3 separate regions of the Zea mays genome follow, and regions 1 and 2 are each linked to region 3. Evidence: chromatin contacts called from public Hi-C data. All regions are on one chromosome and are shown on one strand. The core of a region is the stretch at or near the end of the contact, and the rest is flanking DNA. Distances in the headings are between cores, read along the strand shown.

Region 1 (3,465 bases), core at 659-3,158, 190 kb before region 3:
GCTCCGCCCGACCCCAGGGCTCGGACTTGGGCTAAGACCCGGAAGACGGCGAACTCCGCTCCGCCCGACCCCAGGGCTCGGACTCGGGCTAAGACCCGGAAGACGGCGAACTCCGCTCCGCCCGACCCCAGGGCTCGGACTCGGGCTAAGACCCGGAAGACGGCGAACTCCGCTCCGCCCGACCCCAGGGCTCGGACTCGGGCTAAGACCCGGAAGACGACGAACTCCGCTCCGCCCGACCCCAGGGCTCGGACTCGGGCTAAGACCCGGAAGACGGCGAACTCCGCTCCGCCCGACCCCAGGGCTCGGACTCTGGCTAAGACCCGGAAGACGACGAAACTCCGCCTCGCCCGACCCCAGGGCTCGGACTCAGCCCTGGCCTCGGCCGAACGACTTCCGCCTCGCCCGACCCCATGGCTCGGGCTCGGCTTCGGCAACAGAAGACAGACTCAACCTCGGCTTCGGAGGAGCCCCCACGTCACCCTGCCTAGGGCACAGACCCGCCACGTCAACAGGGAGCGCCATCATCACCCTACCCCAAATCGACTCGGGTCACGGAGAACAAGACCGGCATCCCATCCGGCCAGCTCCGCCGGATGGGCAATGATGGCGCTCCACCAGCTCTGTGACGACGGCGGCCCCCAGCTCTCTTACGGAAGCAGGACGACGTCAGCAGGGACTTGACCGCTCCAACAGCTGTCCCTCCGCCAGGCTCCGTCGCACCTCCGACAGCCACGACATCACGCCAGCAAGGTGCCAAGATCTCTCCGGCTGCCACATTGGCATGTACCTAGGGCACTAGCTCTCTCTCCGCTAGACACGTAGCACTCTGCTACACCCCCCATTGTACACCTGGATCCTCTCCTTACGACTATAAAAGGGAGGACCAGGGCCTTCTTAGAGAAGGTTGGCCGCGCGGGACCGAGGACGGGACAGGCGCTCTCTTGGGGCCGCTCGCTTCCCTCACCCGCGTGGACGCTTGTAACCCCCCTACTGCAAGCGCACCTGACCTGGGCGCGGGACGAACACGAAGGCCGCGGGACTTCCACCTCTCTCACGCTCGACTCCGGCCACCTCGCCTCTCCCCCCTTCGCGCTCGCCCACGCGCTCGACCCATCTGGGCTGGGGCACGCAGCACACTCACTCGTCGGCTTAGGGACCCCCCTGTCTCGAAACGCCGACAATAATGTTTTGCATTACAAAGGGTAAATGTTTAACTATAATTTAAGCAGGGACATGGCCCCGTGAGGATTTATCTACGGAAAACGAGGATGGAGAAAAATATTCACGCCAGCGTTCGTGAGGATCTTCGCGGGGAAAAAAATTCGTCGCGGGAACGAAGATGAGAAGCTATTCTTCAATAGTGAATTCCCCGTTAGGGTATTCTCAATGGTGGTTTCATGCACATTTAATAGCACATTAGATTTTTTGGTGACATATGATAGCATTTAAATGGATTGGGTTTCATGAGATGAAATTAGTTCTATTGGGACGAGACCATGTCAACTCGTTTTTAAGGTCTTAGAAACCGCGTGAAACCTCAATTGAAAGTGATTTGTTTCATATTCACATAATTTACTAATTTCTATTGCACATTGAGTTGCGATATTTAATTGAAAATAGTGACGTGAAATATTGCATTGAGCGATATTGTTTTATTCATAGTTTTATAGCACTTATGATGATGTCGTTAGCAAAAGTGTTACAAAACTTTTTATGAAGAGCCTTATCATCCGTGGCAATACGGAGGCCAGCCAACTCCACTTGCCGGAGTTTCCAGGTTAACACCGGACCACGCCAGGTGTTCGCAAGGCTCGACCGTTTGCATGAAAAAAAAAACAGAGGCTGCCTTCCTGTCTGCCTCATTCACGTAATAAAACGCACTTCTCTACCTCCTCCGTCTCCCCCCGTGTGTCAAATCGAACGCACATGCGGCGCGACTCCCTTTCACGGCCTCCCCGCGTCTCAGCCTACACGTCCGAGCCGCCAGCCGTGCGCTTTAAGTGAGCGCACCCACGAAAAGCAGCCAGGCAGCGGAGCCGGAGAGAAGAAGCAGCAGTAGCAGCAGGGCCGTCAACACCATGGCGGTGGGCGCGACCGCCACGAAGCTCCTCCCGTCGGCGGCCGCGGCCGCGCGCCGCCCATCGATGCTCCACCTCGCGGCCGTCGCCGTCCTCTGCTCGCTGTCCTACCTCCTCGGCATCTGGCACCACGGCGGCTTCTCCGCGGGGCCCGCCGCCGGCGACTCCTCCTCCTCGGTCTCTATCGCCACCGCCGTCTCCTGCGCCACCCCCGCCCCGACGACCGCCTCCTCGTCTCCCCCCGCGGGACCGCTCGACTTCGCCGCGCACCACACGGCGGAGGGGGTGGAGGCGGAGGGCGCGCTCCGCCATCGCAACTACGAAGCATGCCCCGCCAAGTACTCCGAGTACACGCCCTGCGAGGACGTGGAGCGTTCCTTGCGGTTCCCCCGCGACCGCCTCGTCTACCGGGAGCGCCACTGCCCCGCGGCCGGCGAGCGCCTCCGGTGCCTCGTCCCGGCGCCCAAGGGCTACCGCAACCCGTTCCCGTGGCCGGCCAGCCGCGACGTCGCCTGGTTCGCCAACGTGCCGCACAAGGAGCTCAGCGTCGAGAAGGCGGTGCAGAATTGGATCCGCGTCGACGGCGACAAGTTCCGCTTCCCCGGGGGCGGCACCATGTTCCCTCGCGGCGCCGGCGCCTACATCGACGACATCGGCAAGCTTATCCCCCTCCACGACGGATCCATCCGGACCGCTCTTGACACCGGCTGCGGGGTAAGCCACCTCGATCGCGACCGCACGTGAACGCACACTCCATTTGCTCGAAATGATCACGTGCACGCAAGAATGCGTTTATGAAAGCCTGCACAAATTCGAGGTCAATTTCAGTCAGAGATTGGGGAATTGAGCGAACGGACTTCTCGGGAGTCGGGAATGGCATTTTGCTAGCGTTGCGGCGGGTGTCGGAAGTTTCCAATCCCTTCTCCGCTTGTCGGGTATGAGGTTTTGTCTCTGTGAACGGGTCTGACCCAGGTAAACCTCGTGCCCGCCCCGATTAGAGAGCATCGAATAACGGTAGTCAAGCTGCAGTGAACTGTCACACGCTGTTTGCTGTGACAGGCTGAGCCGGATCACTGCTGAAGCGTATGATGAGTAGATTTGAAATCTCTGCAATAATGCTGCTGTCAACTATATCTACATGCTTGTCCTTTTCTATGCAGCAGTATCCTATGCACAGCAAATCGAACTTTTCCGAGAACGTAACGAAAATGCAATCGATGTTCCATATATTTGCAGTTGCGATATCATCGAATTCTTGATTGGACATCAGGAAGGTGTATCTGTTGTTTATGCCACTGGCGTGTGGCGTCGTTGTAACGGGTCGCCTCTATGCATTGCTATCGTGCAGGATAGCACGCCAAACAGTTGTGATTGTCGCCAACTT
Region 2 (3,234 bases), core at 201-2,700, 210 kb after region 3:
GTTTTAACGCAGCAGCAAAACCACTAACAGAAAAATGCCTAATATCAGATTTTTGGATTGTTAGAAAGTTAGGCATTTTTAGTTTTAATTTAATCCAGATAATCAGTGCGATATATGTGATGACATGTATGTGCATGTGTGTATAACTACTCGCATAAGCAGTAAACAACAATGAAACATGCATAAATACGAAGAACAGAGTGTACCCAGCGGAGGGACCGATGCTCAAGGCACCAGTGGCTCCATTCACACGAGACATCTCGTGTGTTTGTTCGATGTAGCCGTACGAAGTCGGTGCAGGAAGATGTACGCAGTGCAGTCCCTCGAACGGTCACCGGGAAGAAGAACAGCAGCACGCGTCAACTTGGGAAGGCGACGAACAGCAAGCTGTGGACGATCACGCGAGCAGTCGCGAAGACGCTCCCCAAAAATCTGATCGCCCGCACACCCGTGCAAGTGTATCTCTGCGGTCGGTGATTTCGGAGGCCTGCTCTCCCACTCTCTCTGTGCTCGCAGAAGATGGGACGGGAATGTGTTGTTTGCAATTCGCGTGAGATAATTCGCGTAACTGGAAGAGCCCTCCCTCTCCATTCTTATAGGCGGTCAGAAGAAGGGAGAAGAACAACGGACAGAAACGGTCGCGCATTAGAGCTGGAAACTGACGACAGTAACTGACGTCCGTTACTAGCCATAAGATAGGAAACGGACGGTTATCATGACGGTCATCACTCGACAGTAACTGACGTCCGTTACTAGCCATAAGATAGGAAACAGACGGTTATCATGACGGTCATCACTCCAGGCAAAATGCGCAACCGTTTGAAAGGAATATTCGGACCAAGGTCCGATCTACCACGAGCCACGAGCCACGGCCACGGCCCGGCCCGGCCGGCGGCGGCGGACCAAGGTCCGATCTACCACGGCCACGGCCACGGCCCGGCCCGGCCGGCGGCGGCGCGCGCGCGCGTGTGGCAGTCCTTCATCCTTTTCTCAACTTCTCAATAGATGCACCAATGGTCCACCTATTTAAGTTGATTGATTTGTCCTTTGAACTTCCAATATGGTACTAAATAATTAGTACACCATAGCATTAAAGTGGGCCATTAGCATTGACTATTATTGAGTATTAATTTGGGCCAAGCCCACATTAATCCAACATCTAAGGAGCAGTAGAAATTAGAATTATCAGTATCCCAGTTTAGGGCTTATTCGGTTATCTCTTAATCTATATAGTTTATGTGGGATTGGGTAGATTTAAATCTCAGATAAGTCAAATTTCTTCACAATTTTTTCTAATCTCGCTCACTCCATAGGTAACGGGTGTAAACAGTACGTACAAAAAAAACAGTGTTTTATATGGTGATATATATGATCTAATGAGCACGTCTAAGGAGCAGTAGAAATTAGAATTATCAGTATCCAACTCTCAATTCATATAGATTATGTGGTTTGTGTGAGTTTAAATCCCAAACAAATCAATTTTTTTCATAATTTTTTCTAATCTCGTCCACTTCATAAAGGGATTAACCGAACAATTTGTTACAGTTACCGCTATCTGGAACACAAATTCGATTCATGCCCCGAGGCCCCCGACATTCCGCGAAAAGCACCGATATGCAACACGGCAACACGCAAAGGGGGGAAAAAACTCGGAAATCAAACCCCTGATCCGATCGAGCCCGCACACTCCCACCGTTTCCCACTCCCATGGGGCTCCTCAGCTCCCTGCCGCCCCATCGCCGGGGCGCCTTCTCGGGTGGCGGATGGCAGTGGTCGTTCCTCGACGTCGTATGGGGGGTCTTCCTCATCGCCGTGGTCGTCTTCCTCGCGCTCGTCTTCACTCCGCGGCGCGGGGACCCCATCCTAACCACCCCCTCTGTCGCCCGCGCCGGCGGCACGGTGCCGCCGTGCGCTGCCTCTGAGGTGGACCTCCTCCCCTGCGAGGACCCGCGCCGCAGCTCCCGCCTCAGCCGCGAGATGAACTACTACCGGGAGCGCCACTGCCCAACTCGTGGCGAGGCGCTCGCGTGCCTTGTGCCGCCGCCCCGAGGTTACCGCATTCCTGTGCCCTGGCCCGAGAGCCTCCACAAGGTGCATGTTGTCGGCATTGGCCTTTGACACTCAGAACTTATCGCTTGTTAATTACGTCACTCTTTGGAGGGTCGGATGCTAGCATAGAACATGGTTGTTCCAGCGCATCTAACGCTGGATATCGACTGGGTTCGAGTTATGTGCACTGTAGGGCCTTATTCGTTCAGCGAAGCTTAGACTGGCTTGGTTTTGTAACTGTAGCTTCGTGCTAGTGTATGCTTGACTTCTGCATCTAGCTGCAAGTGGTCATCTCAGAAATAGACTTCCTGGTATGCAATTATGAGTTGTGGGTTCTGGATTGTTTGTTTATTTTTGAGGGTAGGGCGTAGCCGGTGAAATGCGTGCTCTCAGTAGTGGTGACAGTTTTGTAGGAAAGTAAGTGATCGGACATTTGGTGTTAGTGTACCTGATAGTCTAGCTATCAGGACGTTTTGCATTGCGTTGGTAACATGACCCTAAACAGGGGGCACATAATCACTTAGGTACTTTTGATTCCGTCTATAAATGGGTATTTCTGTTTCATGTGTTTATCCTAGTACACAGATTAAATTTTCATCTGTTCGATTGATATTTATTGTTCATGGTTATTGCTCTCCTTTCAGATCTGGCATGACAACATGCCTTATGGTAAGATTGCTGAAAGAAAAGGTCATCAAGGGTGGATGAAGCATGAAGGTTCGTACTTCATTTTTCCTGGCGGTGGGACTATGTTCCCTGATGGAGCTGAACAATATATTGAAAAGCTTAGCCAGTATGTTCCAATGAAAACTGGTGTCATCAGGACTGGTCTTGATATGGGATGCGGGGTAATATGTTAATCTGAACTTGGGAAGACTTCTGGTTTTACTTTTAGGAGTTTTGGTCATAATGATCTTTTCCTCTCTGAAGGTTGCTAGCTTTGGTGGATTTTTGCTTAAGGAGAATATCATGACACTTTCATTTGCACCAAGAGATTCACATAAGTCTCAAATACAATTTGCTTTGGAGAGAGGAGTTCCAGCATTTCTTTTGATGTTGGGCACTCGCCGTCTTCCTTTTCCAGCACAGTCCTTTGATTTTGTCCATTGTTCCCGGTGTTTGATACCTTTTACTGCCTATAGTAAGTAATTTCCTTCTTCTGCAAACCATAAACTGCTTGGACAT
Region 3 (3,327 bases), core at 303-2,802:
AATCTTGTCCTGAAACCAGGTAATGTTGAAGGCGACCAGATATTGACCAGGTTGCATAGCCCAGCCGATCCTCCTTGTGGAATGATTTTTTAAGGCTATTTATATATTATTAATTTTTTGTCGTTGAAAATCATAAAAATAAAATTAAATCCATCAAATAACGTAGTGTCGACCGAAAATTACAAGTAAGTTACCAATACTAATAAATAGTCTATACAAAGATAATCTTAAGTTCCAGTAGAGATAACCTTAACCTCCCACATAAAAATAATAAAATATATTAATTTATATAAAATTGGACATAATTTTAATTATTTTGGCCTAAATATATGTTTAAACAAAAAATGATGTACTACAAAGTTTTAGATCTCTTCGAGCTCTACAATTTTCATATAAACTTTATCTTCATCCGATTTCATATGTAAAAGTTATGATTTTATAAATATATTATTATGCATAAAAAGAAAAAACAGGTACCCGTATCCGACCCGAACATCCGGGTATTTACCGGATAGTGCCCGTTCCGTATCCGACGCGAATCCGAAGCTACAGTATCCGGGTATTACCCGTATACGTCCGGATATAAAAATACCCGAATTCGTATCGAAAAACGGGTATTTGCACTATCCGTATTCGGTACCCAACGGGTATACCCGACCCGTTTTCACCTACATCGCTGTTTCAAAAAATATAAAATGACATGTTTTAAAACTCTATTGTATTAGGTTATTTTTTGTGAATGTTTTTATTTTTTAAATGGCCAAATAATAGATTCTGGATCCAATTTTTTGCATACTTTCTTAAAGCTGCTCTCAGTAGTTAATTACATTCATCTACGGACTACGGGACGGCCACAACTTATAGCAATGTATGACTGTGGAAGAAACGGTCAAACACTGCCGGCTATGCGACCGACGGAGCACTGGAGCAGAGAGGATCATCACCTGGCGGCTGGCATTGCAGCGATAGAGAAAAAAAAACATAACTCTACTTTATTATCATACCGCCATCAATTTGGCTAGTATTTCACAATTTTAACCGTCCTAGAGTCTAAAATGCTACAGAAGTTTAGGGGATGTTTGGGAACAAAGTTTTTCTGCAGTATTAAAGCAATACTGTAGTATTGAGCAATACTATGATATTATATACTTTGAGGTGTTTGGTAACTTATCTAAAATCTCTGTATACAAAACTGTAGTATTGTAAATACTACACTTGTTTTGCAGTTTTGGAAACTTTAGTCTCAGCCAAAGTTTTTATATGTAAAGAGAGCATCAGCTGGGTCCCGCTCTGGCTGATTGGTCTCAACCAAAGTTTTTGCCAAACACCTTGATGTATTGGATACTGTTGTATTCGAAAACTGAAGCAATATAAACTATAGTAATGTCATGACTAAAGTATACTTTAGTGTTTGAAAAACTACCGTTTGGAAAAACTGTGTTCCCAAACAGGGCCTTAGCAGTCTCGCCCCGGAATATTATAAACTATTCGCATAAAACGGCCCCACAGTCTGTGCTTCCTCTATAAAGACTAGCCTGTCCAATCTTCCGCTAGACTCTCCCAGTCCCTTCCTCTCCTGCTGCCTTTCTCTCTTCTCGGTGAAGCGTGTGTTCATTTCACTGTTTTGGTTTCATCTCCCGCTCTTTCTTTACCCCGTGCTCCGGCCAAGTGCTGGAACCAAGAAAGCCTCATGGGGCGGCCGGCCGACGGGCGGTAGAGAGGCGGAGATGGGCTGGGCGCCTAGGTGGCTGCGCGGGCTGCTCGGCGGCGGCAGGAAGGCCGCCGTGACGAAGCCGGCGAAGGAGAAGAAGCTCTGGGGATTCGGGAAGTCCTTCCGGGAAAAGGACCCCGCGCCAGCGCCGGAACGGCCTCGGACGCCTTCGGTGCAGCCCACGGCGACGCCTCGCCGGGGGTTTGCGGCGGCGCCGGATGAGGCGGACGACGAGCAGAGCAAGCGTGCTATCGCTGTGGCCGCGGCGACGGCGGCGGTGGCAGAGGCCGCCGTCGCTGCTGCCCAGGCGGCCGCCGCCGTGGTGCGGTTGACGAGCTCCGGCCGGTGCCCACCGCCGGCCGCCGCGAAGCGGGAGGAGTGGGCGGCTGTTCGGATCCAGGCCGCTTTCCGTGGCTACCTGGTTGGCATCTCACAGACTCCTCACTCTTCAGTTACTAAATCTTTTTATTGAAATCTCCAAAAAATAAAGAAATCTTTTTAAGCTACAGCTTGTCACGAAAAGCTAACTTTAAAAACGGAAGAAGTGGCCTTTTGTTGGTTCCAAAAAAAATCTCCTTTTGCATGGTATCGATAGAAATTTGTGGGTTCATGTGTAACGTACATGGAGAAGGCACGTTGGGCGTCAGGTCTGCCGTCGTCTTTACTGCCTGCACCTTCTAGGCTTCGTTTCAGGAAGCAAGGCATGGCCATGGCCGCTTTAACTCCGTTCCCTTCGCAGGAGATCGGAAGGCCTTTCTTTTTGCCGTTTTGCGACTAGTTACTGCGTTACTGTTATTGCAGGCGGCTACCGCCGTAGCCGCGTAGTAATGGCGGTGGTGGGTTGGTATGGCAAGTTGCGAGATGCCAACCTCAGCTTTGTACTGTAGATGCCCATGGCCATGGGACCATTGCTGATTAACTAACCCCCTGTGTTATTGAAGGCGAGGCGGGCGCTGAAGGCGTTGAGGGGGCTGGTGAAGCTGCAGGCGCTGGTCCGGGGCAACATTGTGCGGCGGCAGGCGGCGGAGACGCTGCGATGCATGCACGCGCTCGTCCGCGTCCAGGCGCGCGCGCGCGCGTGTCGCGCAATTCGCTCGCAGCATGTCGCGGCTCATCCGGTAAGTGAGGGTGTTTGTTTGATTTCTCGGTTGTTTGCCGCGGGTGCGTGCATCCTTATGGTTCCTGGATGGATGTGCACGGCAGGATCCGCCAACGCCGGAGAAGTACGATCAGGCGGGTGCCCCCAGGCACGCCCGTTCCGGCTCTCTGAAGGTGAGCGTCTCTCCCTCTGTTTCCAGGGTATCGCGATTGCGATGGCAGTGACGAGGGTGAGCTGATCTGTGCAGGCAAACTCTTCCAAGACGCCGGGCGGCGAGAGGCTGGGTAGGGAGAGGTCGGAATCTTGCGGGAGGAACTGGCTGGACCGCTGGGTGGAGGAGAGGTACACGGACGACGAGAAGAACGCCAAGATTCTCGAAGTGGACAACGGCAAGCCAGGGCGGCACGGTTCCAAGCGGCGCGGCGGCAACCATCACCAGTCGCCGTGCTCGACGATGACCTCCGAGCAGAACAGCCGGAGCTACGCGACCATGCCGGAGTCGCCGTCCAAGGACTCG

Evidence for each region. Hi-C and Micro-C count contacts between places; a contact is called where the count stands out from the background.
Region 1: a contact with region 3 is called in a Hi-C map of leaf, with 6 times the contacts expected there. The contact joins the promoter of LOC100384329 here to the promoter of LOC100281279 in region 3. A contact is called at or near these places in 3 of 25 Hi-C or Micro-C datasets (ear, leaf and tassel).
Region 2: a Hi-C map of leaf shows a contact between it and region 3, with 10 times the contacts expected there. The contact joins the promoter of LOC103646060 here to the promoter of LOC100281279 in region 3. A contact is called at or near these places in 19 of 25 Hi-C or Micro-C datasets (bundle sheath, ear, endosperm and 5 more) and 2 of 3 datasets of contacts at active chromatin or transcription factors (leaf and seedling).

Annotation. Positions count from the first base shown.
Region 1 is chr2:17,354,368-17,357,832 of Zm-B73-REFERENCE-NAM-5.0, forward strand. It overlaps LOC100384329, which reads left to right and starts at 1,909. Exons shown (of 6, transcript XM_008670260.4): 1 at 1,909-2,795. The coding sequence starts at 2,082.
Region 2 is chr2:17,757,591-17,760,824 of Zm-B73-REFERENCE-NAM-5.0, forward strand. LOC103646060 (probable methyltransferase PMT13) reads left to right here and starts at 1,451. Exons shown (of 7, transcript XM_008670787.3): 1 at 1,451-2,091; 2 at 2,694-2,897; 3 at 2,980-3,190. The coding sequence starts at 1,708.
Region 3 is chr2:17,542,582-17,545,908 of Zm-B73-REFERENCE-NAM-5.0, forward strand. It overlaps LOC100281279, which reads left to right and starts at 1,553. Exons shown (of 4, transcript NM_001154198.3): 1 at 1,553-2,132; 2 at 2,653-2,829; 3 at 2,915-2,983; 4 at 3,058-3,327. The coding sequence starts at 1,728.